3 separate regions of the Danio rerio genome follow, and all the other regions are linked to region 3. The links are chromatin contacts, called in public Micro-C maps. All regions are on one chromosome and are shown on one strand. Each heading gives the region's core, a stretch centred on a gene start, on an enhancer-like site or on the middle of the called end of the contact. The rest is flanking DNA. Distances are from core to core; before and after follow the strand shown. Region 1 overlaps bahcc1b (BAH domain and coiled-coil containing 1b). Region 2 overlaps bahcc1b (BAH domain and coiled-coil containing 1b). Region 3 overlaps LOC103911938 (a long non-coding RNA gene).

Region 1 (2,700 bases), core at 154-2,653, 190 kb after region 3:
TCACTCTGTCCCCTCTCCAACAATCAGCTGGTTTGTGGTGTGCGTTCTGGCGCAGTGTGACTGCTGTCGGGCCATCCAGGTGGATGCTGCACACTGGTGTTGGAAGAGGAGATTTCCCCCAAAAATGTGTTTAAGCACATTCAGTGTCCAGAAAAGAGCTATATAAATGTGAAGAATTATCATTATTAATAATTAATTTTTGTGGTCAGTGAGTCATTAAATAGTTAGCTTTCACAAAAATGACAATTCTGTAATTAATTACTCTCCTTCATGTCATTCGAATAGTCTTTTGAAATGTATGAAGCTCCTTCATCCTCCATATTCAACAAGAATATTGTCCCACGATGCTCAATGTCCAGAAAAGAAACCAAAAACAGTGTCAAAAAATGTCCATGTAAATTCAGTGGTTCAACTGTAATCGTACAAAGCTCTAAGAACACGTTTGGTTGCCAAAAAAGCACAACAAGCAATTGTCATGCTACCTGTAGTAAATGTGCACCTTAATTTGATGTGGAGGACTTAATTATTTTTACTGTTTTTTGACACAAACAGGTGTTCTTGGAGCTTTATATGATTACAGTCGAACCCAAGAGCTTTCATAAAATCTTTTGACAATATTATCTTATGAGCACAAATTAAAATATTACAGATGAAATCCGAGAGCTCTTTGGCCCTCCATATTCAGCAATGGTCTTGAGAAGGGTCAGATAGCTCTCGAATTTCATCTAAAATATTTTGATTTGTGCTCAAAAGACGAACAAAGGTCTCAGGGGATTGAAACAACACAAAATTTTCATTTTTAGGTGACCTAATCCATTAAAAGGAAAATGAGCAGCATTTATTTACGGTTCATTTTCAACTAAACATGGATGTGTCAGAACATTCATAAACAGAGTACCGCTGCTCAGGTATTTCAAACTTCAATTCACTGCTAACCTAAACACAAAAAAAGGGTTTGCGGTTATTATTTTGAGGCTTAAAGCTATCTCTTTCAACTCAGCTACAAGCATGGCAGAGCAACAGCTTGATAATCACGTTACCTAAATTAAGTTCAACTGTAAACATATTAGCTGGCTACCTGAAAAACAGCCCGTTCAGTTTTAGGGCACAGACATGTGAACGTAACTTGAGTTCTGGCCTGAGATTATTTTCAGAAAAATGGTTACAGTGTTTGGCAAGAACAATTTAGGCCTGGCAAGAAACTCGTGATCTTATTTTCTGCTGAAAACCACAAGTACAAAACATTAATAAGCCGGCATGGCCACAAAACATTGGTGAAACTCAAAGGCTGTCATTCTTTTAAAAAAAAAAATTAGTAGGTGCTATTCATCACCTCCAGATGTTGGATTTCGACTACATATAATTTCGGTTTGGAAAACCGGGTGGACGTGTCCAACCACATTTTCAAATATGACAAATAGCTCTTACGTCTCCATTGCGGATCAATTAAAAGCATTTCCACAAGCTAGCACTCACACGGGTATCACTTTAAATCAACAACAGGTTTTGTCAGCCCCCTTATTAAGAACCCAGTCGATTCAAACATCGGCTGTCAATCAAAAATCACACCCAGACTATTGTAGATACACATCCTGAAAGAGTGCGTATGTGTGTGGAAGCGCACTCAGAGAGTCAAACAGAGCAGACAAAACAATAGCGGTGATGAGCAGACGCACACACACTCCAGGACACAACACACACACAGCTCCCCGCTGGCACCGCCGCCCTTCCATTTCCATGTATGAATGTTTGAATCAACCCCCTGGGTGTCAAAACACCCCTCTATGATCAGCAGGTCTCTAAAAATCACTCCACCTTCAGAACAAAACAGAGCGAGAGGGAATAAACAGCAGTACAAGGTCAAACATTAAACCCACACACACACACACACACATAAAAATCACACACACACAAAGTGCTTTACAACGCAAACATGGCAGTCTGGGTCAACTCAGGGTTCGCAGATAGGACAACACAGACAGAGTGTTGTCCAAAAATGAGTTTGCACAGACAGCAATAAAGTCCTTCATTTCTAACCATTGCATGGAAGGAACACTGGGTCAGGAGGGGCAAAGCCGTCTTCTCTGCTCTCATGCTAGTCATGCTTACCTACCGCTGTTAAAATGGCCAGCATATGTGGTATTTGTGATGCTGTGTTCACCAGGTTTCTAAACTAGTATTTTTAAACCTCGGCCATTAAAGTCAAGGTCTTTTTCATATCAGACTTGAGCCATTTTCCTAAGCTTTTCTCCTTCACACCCTCTCTGTCCAATCTATAAAAGATTATTTACTTGGATTAAAAATAAAAAGATAACGTATAAAAGCCCTTTGTAATACATACTTTTAAATAAGCAGGATATAATAAACATACATTGTGAGATATAAGTCATATTATAGCTTATACAGTCATAATGAAGTCACACATCCATAAAAATATACTGCAGTCGTGAGATATAAAGTCATACTGTGCCATATGCTGTTGTAAATATAAGAATCGAAGTGACATTTACAAAATATAGTTATACTTATTGTATAATATCAAAGTCCCTTTGAGGCAAGTCATTTCACTCTGTGGCCATCTTTGAAACGCCTCTCAGGCAGTATGCTCAGGCATTCTGTCTGAATGGAAAAACATTAAATTCTTCAAAACTGTTAGCCAAGCTTACAATTACATTATATATTTGGAACAACTAATACATT
Region 2 (2,700 bases), core at 21-2,520, 170 kb after region 3:
TATTCTTTACCAGGATGATGAAGATAAAACCAGGGTGGACATTTCAACAAGACAACGATCCAAAACACCGTCAAGAAAACTCTCAAATGTTTCAGAGAAAGAAAATCAAGCTGTGGAATGGCCCAGACAATCAACTGACTTGAATTCAATCCAGATTTGATAGACGAGACCAACAGAATCATCAAGGTTTTTACACTCAGTTGAAGTCTGTGAAAAACTCTCACCTGAGCAATTCATGTGACTTTAAGTTTAAGTCTTTAAGCTTTAAAAAAAAAAAAAAACTCTTGTTCAAAGTAATAAATGTTTCAGTAGTTCAGTACTTTCTCCTTGTGTAATGTCCTTATTATTACACATATCTCATTTTTCAGATCTTTTTGTTTTGTTTTATTTGCATGTTTGTATTGTTTGGGTTTTTCCACAAATCTGGTACAATTCCATGTCAACAGCTCCTTTAGAAACATTAAAAACATGTTCAAAACTTATTTTCCCCACTGTAGACAACCTATGGAAGCTGTTTTAACAATTTACATTCACTCTTTAAAACGAAAACTGATAGTAAAAGATAAGAAATTCAGTGCAGTAATAAACCAGAAATGTGTTTATAAAAAATAGAAGCAAAAATAAATAGTAGAGAGGTAATGAGAGATGATGAGCTATTGATAATCAATAGTAATAGAAGGTGTTAGAACCTCAAAAGCAACAAATAATAGACTAAAGGAAAGTTTTAAAAGGGACGGAGGTGAAAATTATAGAGGGGCCAACAAAAAAAGAAAAGCCTTAATGTAGAGGAAGAGTGGTTCAGCACATCAAGGAGAAAGAACTCAGGTATTGAATGAGTGAGAGATAAAAGAAAGATGGACAATGAGACGGGGAGAAAGAGAGTATGCGTATGAAAAAGAGAAAGAGAGAGAGAGAGAGAGCGTCTCGGGTGGCAGATCTGTGTGTTGGCTGAGCGCCCGACACTGGAGTTTGGCCAGCTGGCAGTTTGCCGATTGGGGCTTCCTGGATTCAGTCCTTAAAAACAATCATTTGGACAGAGTGTATGAGAGCGTGTGTGTGTATGTGTGTGTGTGTAGGGGGGGAGAACATATATTTGAGCGGGTGTACATGAGCTACTGTAACCAATTATTTTCCTCTTACACTCTCATTTATTATGAAATATACAAACTGTCTCCACGTCTTTTCCCAGGCTAAACACACACACACACACACACACACGCATTCGCAGTCACTGCATGCAACGTGCCAAGCCAAGCCTGGCTTCCTCCACCAGCTGGGACTTCAAAGGTGATCCCCTCTCTGTTGCTTTGAGCCAATTCCCTCGCTCTCCTTTTCTCTCGCACACAAACCTTACGCACACTCAAAGTATAAACTCTTAGAGCTTTTGCTGTTCTGACTTCACTTCTACCTGCTCCAGGCGTTTTACATTAACACCCAGCGAAGCACTCAGCTGTGCGGTTAATGCCTCACACAACACTTGTTTAGAGGATTTAGAGGGCACGAATGTGTGTGCGTTTGTGTGAGTGTGTGTGTGAAAGAAGGATAGAATAAACACTAGCATCCTCTGGTCAGGCACAATCACAACCTGATGTTCCTCAGAGGGGTTCACACAGATGGGATAAACAGGTGTCCGGGCGGCTTTTAACTTGATATTAAGTATAAACAGAGAGAGATTCACTTTAGCTTTAAAGGAAAATGCTAATCAAAAAAATAAAAACAAAAAGAAGTTAAAATTTTAACAACAAGTATGCTAGTCTCATTGCACGTGTGACTTATCACGTTCTACATAATGAGTATGAGTTGTTACCTTTACCATATCTGTAGATTAAGCAGATATGAAAACTCTTTTTATCCGGTGAGCGTTAAGCTATTAAATAGTGGTGGTTTAGACTGAGAGTATCTCTGTTTTTATTTATTTATGTGTATATATGGAAGTGGGTACACTCTCAAAAATAAAGGTACGCAAGTTGTCACTGAGGTGGTATATTTTCAAAAGGTACACATTTGTACTTCAACGGTCCATATTGGTTTTACAAAAGTATATATTACTATCTACAAATTTTAAGAGGAACACTTTTGTACTTTAGGTAATAATAAGTACCCTTGAGGTATTAATGTTGACCTTTTAGGTACAAAGTTCTACCTTTTACCTCAGTGACAGATCGCGTACCTTTATTTCTGAGAGTGTATGCAACTTTTTGGGGATGGGGGTATAGATTTATTGATTTATATACCTATCTGGTTTGTTGTATGTTTGTTTTGTTTTTTTATGTATGTGATGTCTGCAGCTGAGGGCAAGAGCTCAAGACAAATTTCCCCACTGGGACAATAAAGTTTTACCTTACCTTACCTTACCTTACCTTACCTTACCTTTTCTTTCCTTTCCTTTCCTTTCCTTTCCTTTCCTTTCCTTTCCTTTCCTTTCCTTTCCTTTCCTTTCCTTTCCTTTCCGCCACATTGTTACAAATTTGTACAATTTGTCTTTTTCTTTCTATTTTCTTGCTATTTAATTTTTCTATTTTTTTTGTAGGGACAACCTAATAGTTTTATTTTAAATCCACCAAAATTTGTAAAAAAAATAAAATAAAATAAAAAATAACAAGTTAACTTAATTCCTTCATGTTGCCCCAACACAAATTAATTTTGTGGAACCCAGCATTTTTTACAGTAGAAGAGTCAAGTTAAAAAAGACAGCCAATA
Region 3 (2,700 bases), core at 41-2,540:
AGATACGTTCCGAAACAAAAGTGTAGGTGTGAAAGCACCCTTAGGCTGCGTCCGAAACCGCATACTTCCATACTATATAGTACGCCAAAATCAGTATGCGAGCCGAGTAGTATGTCCGAATTCATAGAATTCGAAAATCAGTATGCGAGAAGTACCCGGATGACTTACTACTTCCGGCGAGATTCCGGAGTGCGCATCCCATGCATGCTGCGCTATCCCATGATGCCCCGCGAGCGAATTCATGAATGGAAGTAAAGCGACGCAACTGACGCAGGTAGGTCACGTGACCATGACAAAATGGCGGATGTAGTACGTCCGAATTCCATTCATACTTTTCACATTCATACTGTATAGAATGTACTTTTCTAACGGCCGAGTAGTATGTTTAAATTCAAATGCAGTACCTACTGAGTAGTAGGCGGTTTCGGACGCAGCCTTAAGTTTTTTTTCTATATTTATTTTATTACTTGTGCATTAAATGGTTAATGCTTCCAAACAGTTTGCTGCAATTAAAAATCGCCCATGTCTTGAGGTAGTATATAATGAGGCGATTTACAATTAATGTGTGATTTGATCGGATTAGAATCACAGGACTGATTTTTCTAATCCCCATAGACAAGAAAAAATAAAGTAGTGACTGCAGGTTGAAAGAAAATAGTGGAGTAAAAGTACCGATACATCACTAAAATGTACTCAAGGAAAAGTAAAAGTAAACATTTTTAAATCTACTTAGTAAATTACAATTCCTGAGAAAATCTACTTAATTACAGTCGCTTGAGTATTTGTTATTTGTTACTTTATCAAACTGAACGTAACACCCCATTAATTTCAGAATAAAATATTAACAAACTTAACAACTGTTTTTATATTATTAAAAATCTGTAATGCTGGGAAACATCTTTGACCTTGTTGGTCATAATCACATCTCTCTACACTTAGGCTTTTTTTCAATGGGCGCAGAGACCTTGTCAATAGCAAGTAATCCCCTCAACAGCCTGACTGACAGTTTGGAGCTTTGCTCTTTCAAAGAGAAAAGCTATCATGACCTGTGAGCCAGGTTAATTCTCCTGACTGCAAATACAGTGGCGCAGAAGCTCTATTACATCATCAGCCATATCCTTTTCAGAATGAATACATGAAATATAGCTGTTTTCATATTTCCAATTACTTTAATATTTGGTTAAACAAACATACAAATCAATGTTAGACAAGTATGGTAAGTTGGTGCTCCAATGTATCTATCCATAGAAAACTTTTTGGATGAAAAGATAGTACTGGACTGTGCCACCAGAGGGAGGCAAAGTAGCATACATTTACAAGAAAATGTTAAAACTGCCACAAGGAATGTTTGCCATTGTAAGGTTTTGCTTAGTTACCTGAAATATTTCACACTAATGACTGGTTGTCTTTCCTTGCAATGTCCCTGGGGTCAATATAATCTTATAAAAATTAACCACAGTATGTACAACAAAGAATAATGCAACATATTTTGCATTTTGGGAAGTCATGGTGGAAACGAGAACATGAAGTAAATAACATATTAAAGATAAATCACACATACACCTGAACTGTCAAGTTACTAATCCCTGAAGTCATTGTCTGGATCCGTTTTTGTCATTTCCACATTTAATTACTGCAAAATTTGTTTGACGTTATTATAATTCCATCCCCCAGTCCCCATTCGAAACATCTACCCTAAGCAAAACAACACCATTACCGCCTCTTTTAGTTTTGTTGGTATTCAGCTCACAAGTGTATTCCCGTGGTCCATTACCTAAGTCAGGAATGACTCTATGCAGCACAGTATTGTACGTGTCCATGCATGAGTGTGTGCATGAGTGTGCTTACGTGTGTGTAATGTGTCTGGTGCGGTGGTACCTCTTGATAGGCAAGCAGATGTTTTTGGGAGGCCAGCGCTGCCAGGTTGAGTCTGAAATGGTTCTTTAGAGACCATTACCCAGCTCCTCTGATGGCAGTCAAATAGCTATCATTACTACGCAGCCTGGGGAGGGAGCGCGATTGTCAGGAAGAGAGAGAGAGAGAGAGAGAAAAGGAGGGTGGTGGAAGGAGGAGGGGGGGAAAGCTTGAGTTTAAAAATGAACATTTCAGAGTTAACAGCCCCCCAGCTTTTTCTACCCTATTAACTGCAATGCTGCTATTCCCCTGCTCGGTTGGGAGCAATCCTGCCATCCCCACTACCACCAATATATGTAACACTCCTCTTTCTAGCTCTCCTTCTTCACTCTACCCGGCCTCTTCATCATCCCTTTCATTTTTATCCCGTCTCCCGCACTCCCCTCAACCTGTGATCTTTTCTTCCCCTTCTTCTCTGCTGCTCGTCGCCCTTTCTGCACCCCATACTCATTTTTTCCCACCCTCATCTCCTCAACTGTGAATTCTGCGCCCTTTGGTTTTGTAAACTTATATCCTGTCATTAAAACAACAATATTTTATTTCAGTGAAGATGTAACCATCCCTTTTTATGCACTTGGCTGAAATGAGGTATTGTTCGCATTGGAATCATTACAATTTACAAGAGAATCACTTTTATTTGTTTTCAATCTCGCATTAAGCTCTTCTGCTTATATTTTTCTCTCGCATAATTCACTTTGGATTAAGGCTATGTTTACACTTGGTGGGTCTGATTTGATTAAATGGATATCTGGTGCACTTGTTCTGTTAGCGGAGCTCGTTTGTGTG

The links. Hi-C and Micro-C count contacts between places; a contact is called where the count stands out from the background.
Region 1: a Micro-C map of caudal fin shows a contact between it and region 3, with 4 times the contacts expected there. The contact joins two enhancer-like sites. A contact is called at or near these places in 1 of 18 Hi-C or Micro-C datasets (caudal fin) and 2 of 4 datasets of contacts at active chromatin or transcription factors (caudal fin and gastrula embryo).
Region 2: a Micro-C map of caudal fin shows a contact between it and region 3, with 4 times the contacts expected there. The contact joins two enhancer-like sites. A contact is called at or near these places in 2 of 18 Hi-C or Micro-C datasets (caudal fin and hematopoietic stem cells) and 1 of 4 datasets of contacts at active chromatin or transcription factors (caudal fin).

Annotation. Positions count from the first base shown.
Region 1 is chr12:36,560,553-36,563,252 of GRCz12tu, forward strand. All of the region lies in intron 2 of bahcc1b (BAH domain and coiled-coil containing 1b), which reads right to left. Among named protein-coding and RNA genes, the nearest start is that of bahcc1b, 110 kb to the right of the region's middle. Within about 2 kb of position 1,404, at least 5 of the 62 cell types and tissues checked have an H3K27ac peak or open chromatin away from gene starts, as enhancers often do. A contact at or near this core is called in caudal fin, where this site is marked.
Region 2 is chr12:36,537,146-36,539,845 of GRCz12tu, forward strand. The region is part of intron 3 of bahcc1b (BAH domain and coiled-coil containing 1b); the gene reads right to left. Among named protein-coding and RNA genes, the nearest start is that of bahcc1b, 130 kb to the right of the region's middle. Within about 2 kb of position 1,271, at least 17 of the 62 cell types and tissues checked have an H3K27ac peak or open chromatin away from gene starts, as enhancers often do. A contact at or near this core is called in caudal fin, where this site is marked.
Region 3 is chr12:36,370,046-36,372,745 of GRCz12tu, forward strand. All of the region lies in intron 2 of LOC103911938 (a long non-coding RNA gene), which reads left to right. Among named protein-coding and RNA genes, the nearest start is that of fscn2b, 5.0 kb to the left of the region's middle. Within about 2 kb of position 1,291, at least 6 of the 62 cell types and tissues checked have an H3K27ac peak or open chromatin away from gene starts, as enhancers often do. A contact at or near this core is called in caudal fin, where this site is marked.